Linked DNA regions of Mus musculus: region 1 is linked to region 2. The links are chromatin contacts, called in public promoter capture Hi-C maps. All regions are on one chromosome and are shown on one strand. The core of a region is the stretch at or near the end of the contact, and the rest is flanking DNA. Distances in the headings are between cores, read along the strand shown.

Region 1 (3,287 bases), core at 212-2,711, 7.7 Mb before region 2:
AACAGACGCCTACTGTGATCTCATTCCACCCCTAGGTCCCAAGAAAGGGGTCGACACAGCTGAGTAGCACACTGCAGCGGAAACCCAGGGAGTGGGGCCGACTCACTGTTCTTCTGCTTCTTCCTGTCTCTCGGTGGCTCCTTGAGGGCTTTGATGATCAGGGCTGAGGCAGAAGGCACCACCTCGATCTGCAAAGAGACTTGATGTGAACACAGCCCAGAAAACCAACCACCACCAGACACGCTAAAGGGCCCCGAAAAAACAGCTCGGCTAGCTAAGGTGCTTCCTGCTGGCCTCACCTCCAGAGTTGAATCCCTAGCATGGCGGACTCCTGCACCCTGGCACCTACTACTGACTTACAGTGAACCCTGTCGTATAGCCCTCCCACAAGGATAAAATCCGATTCACCGGGACAGGGAAATCTTTGCCAAGACCCATGATTCCTGAGGGCTGCTATCTCAACCCTTCCCTCAACCCCCCACAGCAAGCAATGTAAATACCTGGGCCTGTCTGTTCTGGATGGTCAGTTTCACTGTAATTCTGAGACCCTTCCAGTCACCGGTAGCCTTGGCAATGTCATCGCCAACTTTCTTCGGAGACTGTAGAAATAATAGCATTCGTTACCATGTGCCCAAAGTTGAAGCCAGGACCTTCAAGCTCACCGCCAGCCCTCCTCACCGTCCCACAGGAGCCTGCCCACAATGGCTCCACATCCTTCTTCACTAAGACAACTCTGCAGTAAGGGCTAACAAAGCAAAACACTTTCTGCTGCAATGGGGAACCCTCGGAGCTTTAAACACTAGGTTCCCGTGCGTTACCCACGGAGGCTAGTGGATTTAAGCAAGTCCAATGGCTGCCTCAACCGGGCTGTGGCACGAGCCTCCGTGCACGTGTTATCTCAGTTTTCCTTTGCGTCCCAAGTCCCAGCACCCACATCCCGGCCTGCACCAGGGACATGGTGGCCTCTTCTGCCCTCCACGGGGACAGAACACATCTACAGGCCAAACAGCATGCACGTTAGAGGTCTACGGCTCGGGAGCGACGACTTACCAGACCCAGAGGACCGATCTTCGGGGCCAAGGCGGATGTGGCGCCGACCTCGCCTCCGGTGCACCTCAGGTACACTGAAGAAAAAGCAAAATCAGAACCTCTGCGGCGCAGGCCGCCCTGCGCGCTGCCGTCGGGCTTCAGATGTCCCGGGCCAGGCCTTACCCTAAGGCGCACGGGCCGCCAGAGCGTCGGGCTCCCTCCCCTCTTACACACGTGGCAGCCAAGGCCCAAGGGAGACCCGCCAGGCCCCGGGACAGCACCCGGGCGCGGCGAGGGCACGCACCGACTTTGACCTCGTTGGGGTCGAACTTGGGCGGCATGGTGGAGGCGGCTGGTGTCGGATGAACCCGGATTCGGGACGACCGAAGAAAGTTGCACCGTTGCCTCCTCCGAGCCGAAAGCCGAAAAGACGGATCCTGCTCCGCCCACGCCGGATATAGGCGGAAAAGCTCAGCTCTCGCGAGAACCGCTGGCCCCACCCAGTCTCTGGGCGACACCCTGGTCGCCCTGTTTCTTATGGGCAGGCGTCTGCGGCAGAGGACTGCAGAGCTTGGTCTGTGGGTGAGCTCGGGATTCGGAAGGGGTAAATGTTCGGAGCACCTTGCCTGGGCAACAGAGTAGGGCTGCACCAGAGGTCCTGGTTCCTGGTCCACGTTCCCTTCTCTTGACGGTGACTCTGGAGCCCCTGGGACCCAGCCCAGGGCCCCGCCCCTCCCCTAAGGGATCTGCACCTGACTTGAGCGACCCTAGTACCAGTGCCACCCTAGTACCCTCCTAACCTGTTTGCGGTATGTGCATGTTAGTTACAGAAACAAACTATTCGAGTCTAATCACGAGTCTTTAATTCTGCAATTCCTTGGTTTCTAGAATCTCGAGACTTTGTCATCCTGAGTTGCGTGTCTTTCTGAAATTTAAAGTTTCGGTGCTCACTTCTATGTTTGAAGGAGACCGGACACCAGCTCAGCTTTTGGGGGCCAATGGTTTGTATCTGTGGCCAAGTCTTCGGAGTGACTGGCCTACCTTGAGGTCCACCCAAGAATCGGAACATCGGTGGAGGACCTCCCCATCCACAGAGCCAGGTTAGCCGCTGGCCAGCCCTGCCAGGGAAGGATGGGTGTGGTTCTTCCCAGCCAAGCTGGACCATCAGGAAAGTTCAAACCAGAACTGAACGAGCCCTGCTGAGAACGGTGAGGGAGGGGGAATTGGCAGAGATAGTCATTGAAGAAGGTATTTGGAAATGTAGATCTGGAGGATGGGGGCGAGGGAGGCTAGTCATTAGTGAGCCATCTGTAAGGGATTTAAGTCGTGGCCATCAGATAGGGATGGAGGGAGCTGTCTCTCAGGAGTGCTGCAATTGAGTGCGGAGAGTCCTGAGCAGGCCCTGCAGGCCCAGCAACCTCCTCTGACAGCCCACGCCCACAAATGGAGACCTGAAATCCCTCAGGACCACATGTGTCCTCTACTGCAAGGCTCCTCCAGCCCTCTTCTCCTTAGCAACTGTAATAGTACCTGAGTGCATTTGTCATGTGTGTGGTACCCTGTGGCAGAGTCTATGGCATAGACCTGACATACATGAAGTCACTGACCCCACAGAGGCCAGCATTGGCAACATTGCTCCATATTACAAATGAGGAAACCGGCTCCGACCAGTGACACAAAGTGACACAGCTAATGTCTTAGGTGTCAGAGCCCATGCCGTGAGTTACACACTTCCTCCAAATGATTATGTCCTTCCTATTGCTGGCCCTTAGACAGCACTGGAAGTTGCAGCCAGCTATGGGCAGCCAGCTACTGAATTCAGGACACAATGATTAACTTGGCTAAACTGGGAGGTCCAAGGAGCCGTGCAAGCGGCACAGGATCAGGACTTGAAAGGCAAGTGTCCCAGCCTGGTGTTTCTACAACCCAGGTCATATCACCAGATGAATGACCTTACTCAGCATCGGATTCTCCACGGGGCTGTAAGGAGAACCAAATGAGCAGTAGCTGGAAGCCTGCTAAGGTGCCTGAAGATTGCATTTTGATTTTTGCTTAACTCATAGATCTCTCTAGTATTGATATAGTTGAGTTCCCCCAAGTCACGGCTACCTCCAGTTTGGTCTTGATGGTTCCATCCTGACAATTTCCAGAGCTGGAAGTGACTCATCAGCTGAGTCTGTCCAGAGTCTTCAGAGAACATCCTTGGAAGGCACCTGGGGGAATCTTCCCTTGGTGGGGGAAACGCTTAGCACTGGGAG
Region 2 (3,205 bases), core at 421-2,920:
AGTAAATATGAACACTAGGACTGCGGTTTTTTTTTTTTTGTTTTTGTTTTTGTTTTTGTTTTTTTGAGACAGGGTTTCTCTGTGTAGCCCTGGCTGTCCTGGAACTCACTCTGTAGACGAGGTTGGTCCCAAACTCAGAAATCCACCTGCTTCTGCCTCCGAGTGCTGGGATTAAAGGCATGCGCCACCACTGCCCGGCAGGACTGCATTTTGTATATAGCGACAGAATGCCACTGCTCAGGATACAGGACTCTGCTTGTCCTGGTGGGGTTTTTTCCTGTGACATGGTTGGTAGGTACTTGGATACCACAACCAACAGGGATTGCCTAACACCCTTAGTTTTGAAGGTAGTTCATTCCAAAAGCCAGAAGTGGCTAGACTGAGACAGACCCATTGTATAATATTCCTTTAAAAAGTTACACATCAGACATGAAGACTAAGAACTGTAGTCCTTGCATTCTGGAGGCTAAGGCAGAATTCCAGGTTACAGGCCAGACGACTCTGTCTCATAAGCAATGGCGTAGAGAAATTACCAACTAGACCATTTTGTGGGCAGAAAGATATTGGGGATCAAAATGCCAAGGTGGGGGGAGCAAATGGAGAAAAAGGATTGTTTCAGAACTACTTGCCTTCGAGAGGTAGCTGACTTGGGAGGGAAGGTTAAAGTTAAGGTGAACAGAAATCACTTTAAGAGACCTGCTCTTCTGGTAAACAGAAACTTTTAAGCTTGTTTACCTGGTCAAGTCCTGTTTAGGACAATGTCAGCACTACCATTTTGGGGGTAGGGGTGCTTTGGACCTGACCCTGAAAAAAAAAAAAAGAAATATGTACATGTATTGCTCTCCATTACAGGACAGGGACTTGCACACGTTTGTTTGTTTGTTTTTCCCTCTAACAGTCATGGCCAGGCATGCCCAGCCCTGTAGTCTCCATGCAGCTCTGTGCGCACTTGGAACTCAGGCTCCAAGGAAACCGGCTCTTGGCCAGCAAGTTTCCACAACATCTAGGGAGGCCGAAGGGGCGGAGGGATGGCCCTCCCAGGGGTGGGGTGGGGAGGGGAAGAGAGAAGGGGGGGGGGGAGAGGGGAGGGGGGAGAGAGAGAGAGACAGATAGAGACAGAGGACCCCGCGCCTGCCCAGTGCGTCCCGGAAGGGCCCGGCGCCTCATCCAGAGCCTATTATTGTTAGCGTTTCAATTCGCCTCAGCTTGAGGCTTGCAAGGTGTGTTCCGGATCGACAATGCCTGCCCGCGTCTCCTTTCTCTCCCCGCAGCAGCTGCCAGACCTACCAAGCCGCCCGAGCCCACAAAGCTCTGAAAAGTCGCCCCCTCCCTTTCAGCCGGAAGCTGGCTTTCCACGTCCCACCCGCGCGCTGCACTGCGGCGGTTACCAGGACGCCAAAACAGCGCAGCCAATAGTGTCAGGCTCTCGGAGTGCTCCCAGGAGGCAGCCAATGGAAGTGCAAATCAATCATTTGAAACACCCAATGGATTGAGCACTGCGGCGCCAGGGCGGGGATTGTGATAGGGGGAGCCGTAGGCAAGCGTGACCAATAATGAGAGTATATTGTTGGGAAGGCGGGCCCCAGACCGCTCGATTGACGGAAATGTAGCCAATCAGACAAGGATAATTCGTGGCCTCGTTCTGAAAGCCCAATCCTGTGCTGACGAGGGCGGGTCATAAGAGGTATATAAATGTTGGCAGAGCGTCGGTTGTAGCACTCTGTGCGCCTGCTCCTCCCGAAGTGCTCCTCTTCTACAGCTGTTCCGCAGTCGCCGCCGCCATGAGGGAGATCGTGCACCTGCAGGCTGGGCAGTGCGGCAACCAGATTGGCGCCAAGGTAGGAGGCTAGGTTTCTGCGAGCCAGACGCCACTGGGACAGCCAGCCGGGGAAGATGGCGGAAGCGGCCCGGAGCGTCGCCCTTCATTGCGTCCTGGATACCGGCGTACGCTGGGCCGAGACGTAGCGCCGGTGGCTGGTGTCGGTGGGGCGGACGGTGCGCGGCCCTTAGGGATTCGTCGCCCTGGCGCTCCTGAGACTGGAGGGAGGGGGAGGGCCTGCCGCACCCATCCGGGGCGGGGCTGCCTTGGAGCGCACCGGCCGGCCGGCGTGACTCAGCTAACGCCCGACTCCCTTGCAGTTCTGGGAGGTAATCAGCGACGAGCATGGCATTGATCCCACTGGCACTTACCACGGAGATAGCGACCTCCAGCTGGAGCGCATCAACGTGTACTACAACGAAGCCACCGGTAAGGCTCCTCTACCCCATCCATCCTCCTCACCACCCTTCCAGTTTGAGCACACTTGACGTCCCCCTGTCCCAACCAGGTGGCAAGTATGTGCCCCGCGCCGTGCTCGTGGACTTGGAGCCCGGCACCATGGACTCGGTGCGTTCAGGGCCCTTCGGGCAGATCTTCAGACCTGATAACTTCGTCTTTGGTGAGTGTGGTGGAGGTGTGGACGGGCTTGCTACCCATGAGGCTCAAAGGTCAAGGGGCTGACCTAAAGTTCTTCCTTAATAGCCACCAGGTGTACACTTTCTTGCCCTCTGAGTCACTCAATCCCTTGGCCGAAAGCAGCTTTAGGAGGAAGGTCCAACTGACTGCGGGTAGATTAGTTGCTAGTAGAGAGTATGAGAAGACCTGACCTAGTGGCAGGGGCCCTGTACTCTCCTTGAACATTGGCAGGGGTGCCTTTGGAAGTATTTACTGTCTTAGCTCTAGTGTGTTCTGTACATCTCCGTCTGGTCTCCCCCACCCCCCATCCCCAATCTATGTATCCCTGCCTGGCCTCTTTAACTGTAGACCAGGCTGACCTTAAACTCAGAACTACCTGCCTACCAAGTGCTGGGATTAAAAGCTTGTGCCATTATGCACAGCACCCCCTCTCCCCTTTTTTTTAACATGGCAGATTGTTTTGGGTCTGTACACTTTATTCAGTGTCACCTCATGTCATTTGGCCCCTTGGGCACATACTTAGTGTGACCTACTGTTTTCTCTTACAGGTCAGAGTGGGGCTGGGAACAACTGGGCCAAGGGGCACTACACAGAAGGTGCAGAGCTGGTTGACTCGGTGTTGGACGTTGTGAGAAAGGAAGCTGAGAGCTGTGACTGCCTGCAGGGCTTCCAGCTGACCCACTCCCTGGGTGGGGGGACTGGGTCTGGGATGGGTACCCTCCTTATCAGCAAGATCCGGGAGGAGTACCC

The links. Promoter capture Hi-C pulls out the DNA fragments that hold promoters and counts their contacts.
Region 1: a promoter capture Hi-C map of stem cell-derived epiblast-like cells shows a contact between it and region 2, with 2.9 times the contacts expected there. The contact joins the promoter of Rpl12 here to the promoter of Tubb4b in region 2.

Annotation. Positions count from the first base shown.
Region 1 is chr2:32,959,886-32,963,172 of GRCm38.p6, reverse strand. Rpl12 (ribosomal protein L12) reads right to left here and starts at 1,461. Exons shown (of 7, transcript NM_009076.3): 1 at 1,334-1,461; 2 at 1,051-1,124; 3 at 501-599; 4 at 107-188. The coding sequence starts at 1,370. Lrsam1 (leucine rich repeat and sterile alpha motif containing 1) reads left to right here and starts at 1,532. Exons shown (of 26, transcript NM_199302.3): 1 at 1,532-1,611; 2 at 1,918-2,129.
Region 2 is chr2:25,223,167-25,226,371 of GRCm38.p6, reverse strand. It overlaps Tubb4b (tubulin, beta 4B class IVB), which reads left to right and starts at 1,670. Exons shown (of 4, transcript NM_146116.2): 1 at 1,670-1,838; 2 at 2,140-2,248; 3 at 2,328-2,438; 4 at 3,004-3,205. The coding sequence starts at 1,782.